Regions from separate parts of the Rattus norvegicus genome. Here region 1 is linked to region 2. Evidence: chromatin contacts called from public Hi-C data. All regions are on one chromosome and are shown on one strand. The core of a region is the stretch at or near the end of the contact, and the rest is flanking DNA. Distances in the headings are between cores, read along the strand shown. Region 1 holds the start of Nek9 (NIMA-related kinase 9). Region 2 overlaps Nek9 (NIMA-related kinase 9).

Region 1 (6,883 bases), core at 2,337-4,836, 35 kb before region 2:
AGGAATACGCATGCTGTGGATACACACATATGTATGAAATAAAAAGAATCTTTAAAAAACTTAGAAATAAATTTGTTTCAATAAAATAATGGCATATTTACATTTACATACCTTATAAAGTACTCTGTTTGGTGATGTCCTCCCATAGATGAGCCATGTACATATTTTAAAATGTTGCAGTGTCACAAACAAGTCAAACAAGTAGAATTAATATCAGCAGTGTATTTAATTAGAATGTTATAAATATTATTGCCATGTCATCGAAATAAAAATGATTCATGTTTCCTATTTTAATAGAAAACCTTTGAAGTCCAGTGTGCATCTATACGTACAGTGTAAGTGTTCAGTGTTGCTTGGAGTTAGTGGCTCTAATAGCAGACAGTGGAAGTGTAGACTTTGCCCTTTAGTGACCAAATTTTTCCAGTAATTTTATGGGCCCTGGTGGTTTGCCGTTCACAAATTAGAAATTGGCAACATAGCACATTGTTCAATTGTTAAAATATGAAAATGGTCTGTTTTGACCAAAGGCCTTTAAAATAAACGTTGAGGATCTTAAGATTTATGGGCATTTACAGATTAGTTTTTGGCTAGGCATGTGACTGACACCTGCAGTCCTAGCACTTGGGTGGCTGAAGCAGGAAGTGTGTTGTGAATTTGAGGCTAAGCCTATGCTACATAGTTCCAGGCCAGCTTGGGTTGCAATGAAAGTTTTGTCTCAAAAAGTTAAGATTAGTTTTAGTTCACTCTAATGAATTTGGTGTGAACTTTCTGTATGCTCTAAGATGATGCAAAAGGACATTCCACTAATTAAACTTAAGATATACAAGCAATATAACTAAGGCAGTCAGGTTAAACATGCTAAATAGTTCTTCAATGCAAAAGGAGCAGGAAGATGAATTGTTAGACTTCAGCAAGACTTAATTTCTTAGACTGAAAGTGGATGCTTATAATTTTAAGTAATCTGATTTCCCCCATCATTTCAGGTCAAATATATAATGACTTCCTATTCTCTTTCACAGAGTAGTTTAGCTAAAATCTACTGTGCCCAGATAAATAAGAGGCAACTTTACTCTCGAAGTGCCTTCTCATCGCTGTTAACACTTTCATTTGGGTATTCCTGAGAACCATGGCCAGCAAGTTCCCCTTCTATCCACACCTTCTAAATGCCTTTTGGGAACCTTGAACTTTTAAAAGTGCTTACTTACCCAAAATTATTACTGCCTTGTTATTTCCTGTTCTTTGGAAGACTAAACTCCATGAGGGTAGGACCCATGTTTATTCTGTGTTGTAATCCAGCACCTGGCCCACGAAGAAGGTACTACCTGTGCTTGTTAAGTGAGAGAGCTCAAAATCAGAAAGATTTGTATCATCTAGGGCACTCAGAAATCAACATTAGTGAACAGGCATTCTGTCAGGAAGTGTGACATACTTGTGGGTAACAAACTGATAGTCACTCAACAACCAACAGCTCCCCACCCCTTTTTAAGTCTCTACTGTTAGGCCGCACACGTTTCTGGGTACCGATGATACATAGTAATGAGGCTGACATTCTAACGAGTAGAAATAGCAATAAAGCCGAATACATCAAAATGTGATAGATAAGTATCCTTAAAACAGCAATGGTAACAGGTTGGGAGGCCTGGCTTAGTTTGGACTGGATGTGAAAAAGAGATTTAGTTCAATGTGTGCATCATACAAGCAGACTATCATTACTAATGTAAACACTGGGTCCAGATAGACTCAGGCAACAGAAATCTCTTGTGGTCTACTGTCCAGATGCGGTGTGAAGTATCACCCCATGTTAAACGGAACACCGATGAGGTGTGGAGTATGAACTCAACCCTCACATCACACCAATCTTGTCTTCTTCCTGTGTGTGAGGTCTTCTTAGCTAACCTAGACTGAACTCCCAGAGTTCCTGCATCTACCTTACCACATTCCACCTGATCACCAAGCCTAAATGTCCCTCGGATGGATTTCTGAAATCTGAACCTCTTCACTCAGTGACTTTACCTCTTAGAACAGAAATTGCCGCCTAACTGATCATCTCGCCACCCGTCTTTGTTCTCCACTCGGCTTTCTGAGTCCTTTGTAAACAGAAATTAGGTCTTACCCTAAGGTGACCAAAGTAATAACTGGGCTGGGCACTTAAGCAAAAGGATGTTTTAGTCACTACCCTAGAGAAAGCAAGCTTAAGCAGATTTCCTCAGAAGACTGAGAGCATTGAGAGCCAGGAAAATGGCTCTGTGGGTAAAGGTTCTTGTCATGCAAATCTGACAATTTATAGTCAATCCGCAGAACCTGTGGTGGAAAGAAAGAAACTGCAAAATTATCCTCTGATCACCGCATACGTGTCTTGGAAGCACAACCCCACCCCACCCCATCTATACACACAATGATTAAAACACGCACGAAAGCTCTCTCTCTCTCTCTCTCTCTCTCTCTCTCTCTCTCTCTCTCTCTCTCTCTCTCTCTCTCTCTCTCCTGGAACATAGGGCCCTAATCACATAGTCCTTTACTTTAGTTTTCCACCGTCCACAGGAAACACCAAACTGTACAACCCACAAAGGGTACTTCCTGCTTCTACCCAACAAGCGCAACGGTGCCAGCCCCATAACCCCTTAGTTTCATCACACCCTGCCTTTTCCTAACTCTGGGACCAGACTGCAGGGTTTGATTCTCAAGCTCCTCCTAACTAGCTGTATCACGTAAAACAATCCACACCCCACCCCAACAGACACAGAAACCCTGTGTTCATAGTATTGTGAGGATTTGGGGCCATAATTTTCAAATAAAACAAAACTCTTTAGCATAGTCCCCACCTGGGCACCCCTGTGGTGGTCATAGTCCTGCAACTTTATAGACGACAAAGAAGAAGAGGAGGAGGAGGAGGAAGAGGAAGAGGAGGAGGAGGAAGAAGAAGAAGAAAAAGAAGGAGGAGGAGGGGGAAGAGGAAGAGGAAGGAGGAGGAGGAATTGTTAAAGCTCACAGTAGTTATGAGAAGAAGGGGGGGGGAATTGTTAAAGCTCACAATAGTTATGAGGTTAAGATAACATAATAAAGCAGCTGTATTTACTGTATTGCAATTCTCTTGGTGTCCATTCTCTGTTCTCAAATACCGTGTATGTCCGGCACCTGATGTTTCAGGAATGCTTTATGCCGATTCTGGAAGATGAGAAGGGAGGAGAGAATGGCATCAAGTAGGATTAAGTATTTTACAAGTTGTGAAGAGGGGACCTATGGTGGTCCTAGGAGAAAGATCCTAACCTACTGAATGAGATGTCAGAAGTTAAATGTTTTCAGCTTGCTCCATTATCTTTATGACAGTATCTCTACAAACAAGAGCCCTGCCCCACAAGTCAAGTGATTGCTAGCACAGTCACAGCTTTTGGTACTAACTTGACGCCAGGACCACCTCCAAAGTCTAACGTCGTCTGGAGAGCTGGTAAGGGAGCGGTCTGCTGTGGTCGCTCTTCGGCGTCCACGACACTCACAGGTGCCAAAGTCAGCGATGCCTTAGAGTGTACGGGACTCATTTGTAACAAGTGGGCAAGAGAAGGCGGAGGAAAAACCCCAACGAGCCGGAAATACCGAGAACTGCTTCCGGGTGAGGGGGCAGGAGCCACCATGGAAGCTCACTGGGCCGCAGTGTTGCCTAAGCCGGTGGCTTACGTCTGAGGCCAGTGAGGCGCTACGCGGCCGGCAACTGCCCGCCGTGGATACGCAGGCGGCTCACGCCGAGCTGCGGCCTCCGCCATGTCCGTGCTGGGCGAGTATGAGCGACACTGCGATTCCATCAACTCGGACTTCGGAAGCGAGTCCGGGGGTGGCGGGGACTCGGGCTCGGGGCCCAGCGCTAGCCCGGGGCCGCGAGCCGGCGGTGCGGCGGAGCAGGAGGAGCTGCACTACATCCCCATCCGCGTCCTGGGCCGCGGCGCCTTTGGGGAGGCCACGCTATACCGCCGCACCGAGGTAGCGGCCCTCAGCTCCGGACGCTTGCCGGGCCTCCCCGCTCCCTCCTTCCCGGCCTTGCTTTCTAGCACTGCTTGCTCGGAGCCCTCTATTCAGGCGTCCCCTGAGGCTTATGTCTCGGGCCCCACCGCGCTTTCGCTTCACCTACTTTAGGAAATGGGTTTGATCACTGCTATCACGGCGAACTAAGCGAGTCACTCACTGAGCGGTCTTTTGAATTTTCGTTTTCCCGTTTGTAATTGGACTTAGCGATAACTATCTTCTCCCACCCATGTCACCCCCAAAAAACCACTTTACACTTTAAAGGTTATTTTGAGATCCAAACGAAGGTGCTTTGCAGATTGAGAACAGTCTATATATAAAAGCTCACTTCCTTTCATACAGCTGTTCAGTGTCGGGATGGAGAGTTGGTGTGTGCTCCCAGATAGCCACACTGGCACTTACAACACACTCTGCTAGTTCTGTTGTTATTTCTTTTTCATAAACGATCACTGAGTTGGAGGATTTCCTTGATCACCAGAAAAATCATTGTGTCTTGTTTTTTGCTTGTGTGCTTTCTCCTTGCTTTTCATTCAGTGATTATGTAAGACAAATACTTTATTGGTGTAGTTAGTTCTGGGGAAACAGAGACCCCTTTCTTTAAGAACCCAGGGAAGCTTGTTATTTTTCCCACCTTCTTGTATAAGTTCTTTGGAAAGACCCATGGATCACTGGCTCCGAAATTAAGAATTTAATGATTTAAAATCCTGTAGTAATGATTCTCTTCCCCCAAACTAACCATAATTTGGGTTTAATCTCTACAGCTTAAAGCTCTAGCTTTAGGGTAAACATTTAATGAGAACTTGCTGAGGCTGCAGAAGGTGATTCATGCACCTGCAATTCTAGTTAGTGTCTGCTCCCAGCCAGCACTTTTTGTACTGGGGATAAGACAGGCTCTACCAATCAATGCTCAGAAGGCGTTCTACCACTGAGCCATAGCCCAAGCCCCCAGCATATATCTAAGACTGAAAGGTGGAAGGAAAGTAGTTACAAGAAAATATTTTTGTGTTCTTTTCTATTTTAGGAACCCATTAGTGGGCACTCTCATCTGTAGTAGTCTGTGTTCTTATTTGTGGCCAAAGATGAGTGTCACTACTATTTCCTAGCTTTTAAGTCAGTATATTTAAGTGGCACACTCACTCAAGGTTTGCGCACCAGTTTCCTATCTCTGTCTTATGTATCACGTTAAACTTGATTACTAGCTTTGAGTTAATTTTATCACACTTCTCAGAACTGTATGACGTTATCTCTGTCACATGGTATTTATAAGATGAACTTGCAAAGCTTTTTAGAAACAACCCTTTCTTCTAGGTTATAGTTCAGCCGAAGGCCAGTCATGTTAGTAACGGTCTCAGGTGTGGATATCCAAAGGAGAAAAAAGGACTGAGTGCTTGCCGTGTGCAGGGACTGAGAATGAGCCGTATTTACGTGTTTGGTAAAAAGTTTGAAGTTTTCAAAAGAAACTTTGAAAGGCCTTGCTGAGGTATTCTAAAGGAATGTTAACATGGGTGCTGGTAGGCTAGGAAGCAGTAGCTAAAGAATGAGAAGTATCCCAAAATGAAGTAAAGGTTAGGTCAGTCTGCATGGAAGTGACTGCAACTTACAAGGATTAGAAAAGCTGTGTGTGTGTGTGGGGGGGGTGTCTTATTCAGAAAGAGTAGATGAAAATTAAGTTTATGAAATCAGACAGGTATATAATACTTGGATTTTATAAGGACCTATTGTCAGATGGAGATGCTGCTGTGTACTTCTGTCTTCCTCAAATTCCAGCTCTGCCACAGGCCCCATTATTACTAGGGACCTCCAACATCCCTCAACAGAATCCCTGAAGTCAGGTCTTATCTAATACTAATACCTGAAACTAAGACTGTGCAAATTAAGGGCAGCAACAAAGTAGTGTTTTGATTTTTTTCTATATTTTTTTATTTTGTGTATGTGTGTGGTAGTCAGTTCTTCCACTGTGCCAATTCTGAGGTTCAAATTCAAGTTTTCAGATTTGACAGTAAGCACCTTTTACCCACTAAAGCCATTTCTACCAGCTCTCAAAATAACATTTTTAAAAAAAAAAGATTTAGTTTTATTTTTAAATTCACTGTCTATATGTGGGTATGTGCAAGTGAGTGGAGGTTCCTTCAGAGGTCAGGTGCATTGGGTCCTACCCATGCCCTCCTAGAGCTAAAGTTATAGGCATTTGTGTACTGCCCAAAGTGGACCCTGGTAATCAAACTCTGGATCTCTGCAAATGCAGTATACTCTCTTAAACACTTAACCATCTGTCCAAGCTGGAAAATACCACCTTCAAGCTTTGTTTCCCCTAGATCTTCAGCAAATTATAATAACTGTGCAGAATCTTTAAAGTCTGAGTCATTCTTCGAAGCTCACAGGTTGGGTATGGATCGGGGCACTGCCAGGTAAGAAGAAAACACATGCCCCTGCTCCTGTGTTGTAGGATGACTCACTGGTGGTGTGGAAGGAAGTTGATTTGACCCGACTTTCTGAGAAAGAGCGTCGTGACGCCTTGAATGAGATTGTCATTCTAGCGCTGCTGCAGCATGACAACATTATTGCCTACTACAACCACTTTATGGACAATACTACCCTGCTGATTGAGTTGGAGTATTGTAACGGTAAGGCAGAGTTCGGTGGGACTTCCTCAGAGACACTCACATGACATCATTGCTTTGAGGGAGAGGAGTATAAGAAAGGACTTGTAATGATAAAACTCAAAATGGCTTTCTGGAGAAATCCACTGAGGTCTTGGAGAGTTGTAAGATGATGTTCAGAGTGTGGGGAAAGAGTTCCCTCCATCATTCTTACAGAGTTCCAGCCATCTTCAAGTTACTGAGTTTTGTGGTGGGGGATGAGTTCTTTC
Region 2 (6,476 bases), core at 860-3,359:
CCATCACAATTGCTGTGAACTTAATATGCAACTGGCCTTCCGTGTCTAGGGAACGCCTGTTCATTCTCAGAGTCCTCTAGAGCCTCTGGCTCCTATAGTCCTGCCTCCTCTTCCACAGTGATCCCCGAGCCTTGGGATGACAGGATATGATTCTCAGATCCTCTTTAGAGCTATGAACTCTTCGGTCTCATTGTCTGCTCCATTACCAGTTGTGCAGGTCTCTGTGAATCACTAAACACTGCCAAAAGCAGCTTCTCTGAGGAAGGTTAAAAGACATGGCCATCTGTGAGCACAGCAGTAGGTCATGAGGGGCCAGTTTAATACTGTGCCCATTTAACAGAGTAATAGTGGTAGGTGCTCCCCTAGGGCCTATGACCTGTCGTGCTGTGTTTGTGGCCCCAGTAACAATGCCAGATAAGGGACTCAACTGTGAAGCAGACCTTAAATTCAGTCGGACAGTGGTTACTCGCTCCAGTAATACCCACACCTCTGTGCAGCAGTCAGCATGTCTTGCCAGGCTGTTGTTCTAGTTTGAAGGACTCGCACACCCACATGATTACATTTTCTCTCTGGTGGTGGTATCTGTAGTGGTGACTTTCAGTGGTGTGAACACTTGCCAGTTGTGAAAAGACTTCAAAAAGAGTATCAGCTTGCTTTCTCTGTTTTATAACTCAACTGTGTGATGTCTTCAGCAATAGGGTTTGTTTTGCTTTGTTTTAAATACAAGGTCTTACTTGTACCCCTGGCTGTCCTAGGACTCACTATGTAGGTCAGGCTGGCACTGAACTCACAGAGCTTCCTGCCTCTGTCTCTAGTGAGTGTAGGGTTTTACTATCACGTTCTAGAGGATAACAAGAATACTGGCCACAGCCTGCACTGCTTGGGGTCTGTGGGCCCTCACTTGCCAACTCCTAAAGAGGTAGCGCATTCCTGGCACTGAGCCTTTGGGTAGCCTGTGGTTTGGAGTAGGCATCACTACAGGGAGGGGAGCACTGCACAGACAGCTTTAAAGTGCTAAGGAATGAACTGCTGTGGACACTTCCTAAGGATAAAATACAGAAAGAGTTTAAACGGAGTTGAAGGCATGTTTTTGCAGTGTACTTGTGCTAAGATCCAGCTCACTGCTGACCTTTCACTTCATAGAACTAAAATTTTGAGCAGGTGAAATGCCTTACAATAGAAATATAGTATATTGAAGGTAAGGTACAAAAAGTTTAAAAAGTAAACTATTTTATATGAAAAGATTGAGTTTCTGTCAGCAAGACCTTATTTTTTCAGACAATACATTGCATAGAAGAATGTGGAAGACTACACTAGGTGCCACTATAATAGTGGTTATTTCTCGGAGTGATGAAATTGCCAGATTTGATTGGTGCCTTTAACCCACCTCTTGGTATATTCTTCTTGACCCAGTCACTAGCATGTGTGCATGGCCAACAACATTTGCAGTTATGGATCCCCTGCTGGCTGGCCTGGAGCTCACTGTGTACGTCAGTCTGGCTCCAGACTCAAAGCCTCTGCCTCCTAAGTACTGTGATTAAAGGCTCGTGTCTCTACACATGGTGGAATTTTTAATTTTTTACAAAAAAGGGGTGGTAGTGGTCTACATATTGAAAGCTCTTCATCCGTTAGGACTTAACTGAGGATGGAGAACAGAGGAAGCAGCACACCTCCAGCCTCAGCCTCTAGCAGCCTGGCAGGGGGCCTCAGTGCCTTGCCTTCAGGCCTCCTCACCAGCAGATAGTGTGTGTAGAATTGTGTTGGGAAAATAAACCAGATAGCAACTGTTGTTGAACTTGAGTTTGCATCACTGAAGGGACAGCAGTTTGGTTCCAGGTTAGGCAATATATGTGGTCCACCACCATTCTGTCCCACTAGAGGGTGCTGCTGTCACAGCAGAGTGAAAGTGAAAGCTGCAGGGAACGTGGGAGAAAGGAACTTGCTGCAGCAAACTGTTGAAATTCTTTCTTGTATGCCTAGGAGCTGGAAAATGCTGAGTTCATCCCCATGCCTGACAGCCCAACTCCCCTAAGTGCAGCATTTTCACAATCTGAGAAGGACACTCTACCCTATGAAGAGCTGCAAGGACTCAAAGTCGCATCTGAAGTCCCTCCGGAACACCAGCCTGCAGTAGGAGCCTGGGTAACTGAGCTAATTCTGTAACCTCAGCTTGGTAGGCAGTGGGCTATGAGTTCTTAGGTCTCCGGGCTTCATCGCGTCCTCTTGCTTTCTGGCCTCGTGCTACACTGTCTCTTGGTAGTTCTAAGAGCCACTCTACCTTACGGCACCAGAGGATCATTTCTTCCTCTCTTCCTCAGGAGTACCAAACTGAACCATAATTTCCAAATGGTCTTTTTGTTGTGTTGTGATGGTTTGTTTCTGTAGCTCAGCCAAGGATGAAGGGTGACCTTTAACTTCCCTGTTTCTCCTGCCTCCATCTCCCCAAAAGTGATATAAGCATGTGCCATATTTCCAGTTATGCAGTGTGGGGTCCAACCCAGAGATCTGTACATGCTAAGAAGGTTTCACAGATAGCCACGTTCCCAGCATCCAGACTCAGTTTGGATGGCACCATGAGTTGTTGAGCTGTGTGTAAGGAGTAATGCCTGGAGTCTACTGAAAGAACAGCACATCTACAGCCAACCTTGGTAGAAATGAAACCATAAATCAGTAACTAAAGCAGAGAACATCACATTTCTAGAGAAGCCACAACATTATTACGTGACTTTGGGTTACACAAATCCTTTGCCACTACAACTCTGATCCCATAGCACAAAAGCAGTCACAGATACAGATTATCTCTTATCCAAATGATTGGGACCCAGAAGTCTTAAATCTCATGTTTTGGTGGATTTTGGGATATCTGCATATACATAATGATATGTAAACATAGCTTGTAGGCCATCTTGTGATTGGAGGTTGTTTTGTGTCATATTTTAATAGACCTGTTCTGAACTCAGGCCATCTCATGAGCCTGGGTGTGATGTTTTCCACTCATGGTATCACTTCAGTGTTCAAACAGGTTTGGTTTTAAGAGCATTTAGGATTTTCAAGTTAGGGATGTTCAACCCGTGATACATAATGGATGAGTGGGCCTATGTTTCAATAAAGTTTTATTTACAAAGTAGGCCAGCATTGACCTGTCGGCTGTTTTTTGCTGGCCTGCTTTTATTCTATTTTTATTTTATTCTACTTTGGTTTTAAGAGGCAGGGTTTCTCTGTGTGGCTCTGGCTGCCCTGGAATTCACTTTGTACACCAGGCTGGCCTCAAACTCACAAGAAATCCAACTGCCTCTGCCTCTCCACACCTGGCTCTGACCTGCTCTTTTTAAAAAGTATATACAGGAGAAAAATCCCAACTAGAATAACTGAAAGCCTTCCCAGGAGAGCGGTAACCAAGCCTTTAAAACTTGAGAGTGAGCATTTCCCTGTCTGTGTTAGCCTTCCTAAATTGTCTTGTCGGTTTTCTTCACAAACTCTTCTGGACTCTCAGACACAGTGTGACCATCTACGTTTTATGAACCTCACTGTGATCAGAACTTCTTCACCTCAGCACTAAAGTGGAACATTCAAAAATCCTCCCAAATAGGGGATCGTGCAGCCTGATGGGTCTGAGGCACGGGGCCTGTCCTGTGAGCCCGAGGCACGGGGGCCCCTTGTCCTGTCAGTACCGAGTGCACTGGAATCCAGGCATGCTTTTGCTTCATTTGCACCTATTTTTGTGTATTTTTGTATTACTGTGCTGGTTAACGGAAAAGCTGTCTGTACTGGGGAGCCGTGGCACATCCTCTGCATTATCTCCTTGTCCCTAGCCCCCCCGGCTGAATCCTGCAGTGCCGTGTGTTGGGAAAGCATTGACCTCTCCTGCCTGTGCATGCAGTGCTCTGCAAGTGGAGGTTGAGAGGCTGCAGGGCCTGGTGTTAAAGTGTCTGGATGAGCAGCAGAAGCTCCAGCAAGAAAACCTCCAGATTGTTACTCAGCTCCAAAAGCTCAACAAGAGACTGGAAGGAGGCCAGCAGGTGAGAGCACTCATTAGAGAGTAATTGAATTCTAAACCTGCTTTCAAAGGTCACAGAAACAAGCCATGAGGTGCGAACTAGACTTAGCCTTTTGTGATTCCCTGTCTCTCAAAGATGGGACTTGGCACTTGATTCCAGGAGCCTTGGACCCACCTAGTTCAGGTACCTGGGCTTACCATTTTTAACACCTAACTTCCATTGTTTTCTGTTACAAATCGTCTGGCTTTCCCACTTTGATTGTGAAAATGTTTAAAGGTCATAATGAGCATGGTATGCCTACCATGGAGGCTCAGTAATAACTCACGTGTTTCTCTATTTGGTAGGTATGTATACATTCTTGTATTATCTTTTGTTGGTTGGTTGTTTTGTTTTGAAACAGGGTTTTTGTGTTGCTGGCTTTCCTGGAACTTTTTGAGTAGACCAGGCTGAGCTCAAACTTGGGAGATCCACCTGCCTCTGCCTCCTGAATGCTGGGGTTAAAGATGTGCCCACCACTGCCCCAGTCCATTCTTAATCTTAACCATTTCATTTGTATGTGTGCAACAGTGGAGATTGAGCCCAATGTCTTACACTGGTAGGCAAATGCTTGATGCTGAGCTACATCCCTAGCCCTTGCTGAGCCATTTTAAAGTAGATTCTAAAAAATGGTTTGAGGTTGGGCTCAGCTTAAGGCTCAGCTAAGAAAAACACTTGCCACATAAACCTGACCGTCTGAGTTCAATCCCCAGAACCAACAATGGGAGGAAAGTATCCCCTCCCAGCAGATGTCCTTCTGCCTGCACACTCAGTGGCATGAGCACACACATGCTCTTTCTGAAAACTAGAAGTTAGAATTACCGCTTTATTGGGTTCAGGTTAAGTATTTTGGGAATATTTTGCATATGCTGCTTCTTGGTATCACTTCATCTCGACTCAGCTAGAAGGGAGGGAAGAGTCATTCCTTGGCTTTGCCATTTACCCCGGATGTGAGTTCAGACTTTACTTTGTGAATACAACCTACTGTGTAATGTTGTTTTGAAGATTAGGAGAAACAATATTTGTGAAATACTTCAGAAGGTTACACTGGCAGCTGTAGCAGGCATCAGGATTGTTTTATCCAGGACTGGTGAGGTGGGTTGGTTGGTTGGTTTTTTATTTTTGTTTTTGAGACAGGATCTCTCACTTGGTATCCCTGGCTTGTCTAGAACTCACTATGTAGAGTGGCTTCCAACTCATGGAGACAACCCTCCTGCTTCTGCCTCCTGCATGCTGGAATTAAAAGTGTGCACTAAGACCCCCGGCCATTTCACTTTTCATACTACATCCCCCAAACACTGTAGACCCGGGCAAACCAGAACAACTAGTTACTCTATTGCCTAAGTGTAAAGATACTGTTTCCAAGACACTGCCACCTGAGCCTTCCCCACTGACAGCAAAGCCTGAGAGATTTGACTATTGAAAACAGTGTTGGTGTCATGGCCAGCAGCACTGTTGCTGATGTGAAACTGCTCTGTCTCCACAGGTGGGGATGCACTCCAGAGGAACCCAGACAGCAAAGGAAGACATGGAAATGGATCCAAAGCCTGACTTAGATTCAGATTCCTGGTGCCTCCTTGGAACAGACTCTTGTCGGCCTAGCCTCTAGTCTCCTGAGCCCACATAACCCTCAGGAAACTGGGACCCAAAGAACTTCACCGCACACTTACTGAGTGCAGAGAGCAGCTTCCCTGGCTTTGCTCACTTGCAGACACAGAGCGCAGGGCAGATGGAGGCTCGAAAGCACTTTCCTTGTGCATTTGGAGAGTGGCATTGCCTTTTAGATAGGATCTAGGAGTGATTTTATTGTGTGGGAGAATGGAAGGGTCCAGTGGCCCTGGCTTTGTCATCAGTGACTGCCATAGCAACAGCAGCTCTGTCCCTCGTCTTTTGAGCCCACCTTTGAAGAGGAGACACAGTACTCACCTTAATTGCACTGGTAGCAGCTCATTTCCTGTTTATCATTTTCATCATTAATTGGAAGCTGCCTTGGGATTTAAGCACCAGGCATTGCACATCTGGATGGATGAAGGAAACTATAAAAATGGAGTGGGCTGCCCAGGCTCCTCCAGAGAGTGGTAAAGTATTCATGCCTTCTCAGAAGCCTGGAGTCCAGAAAAATTTACTGGTAGAGTCAGTCAGTCTAGAGCTTATTTTCAGGAAGTTCGGTCACTTCATGCAGCTGAGTGCTTCATGAGGAAGCTTAGATTGCTTTCACTGTGGAGGTTGTTTGAAACATCATCAGTGAGGTGCAGAGAAAGGGCAGGTCCCTCACCACAATAGCCAAACTTTGAGGCTACAGTTAGTACAAGATGGGGTTTCCCAGTTCTGGGGGATTCCTCCAAGACAAAAGGTGTCTGAGCAAATTACACCACCATCAAGTAGTAGATAGAGCTGTGGGGGAAAATCATGGGGGGAGGTAATACTTCCTTCAGTGCCTTG

Evidence for each region. Hi-C and Micro-C count contacts between places; a contact is called where the count stands out from the background.
Region 1: a Hi-C map of Schwann cells shows a contact between it and region 2, with 3 times the contacts expected there. The contact joins the promoter of Nek9 here to the enhancer-like site in region 2. A contact is called at or near these places in 2 of 12 Hi-C or Micro-C datasets (the Rat2 cell line and Schwann cells).

What each region holds. Positions count from the first base shown.
Region 1 is chr6:110,712,289-110,719,171 of GRCr8, reverse strand. Nek9 (NIMA-related kinase 9) reads left to right here and starts at 3,586. Exons shown (of 22, transcript NM_001106747.2): 1 at 3,586-3,972; 2 at 6,461-6,638. The coding sequence starts at 3,757. It overlaps LOC102549675 (a long non-coding RNA gene), which reads right to left and starts at 3,539. Exons shown (of 3, transcript XR_010052290.1): 1 at 3,400-3,539; 2 at 1-3,165.
Region 2 is chr6:110,676,589-110,683,064 of GRCr8, reverse strand. It overlaps Nek9 (NIMA-related kinase 9), which reads left to right. Exons shown (of 22, transcript NM_001106747.2): 20 at 1,981-2,142; 21 at 3,813-4,019; 22 at 5,521-6,476. The coding sequence ends at 5,643. Among named protein-coding and RNA genes, the nearest start is that of Zc2hc1c, 16 kb to the right of the region's middle. Within about 2 kb of position 2,109, at least 9 of the 93 cell types and tissues checked have an H3K27ac peak or open chromatin away from gene starts, as enhancers often do.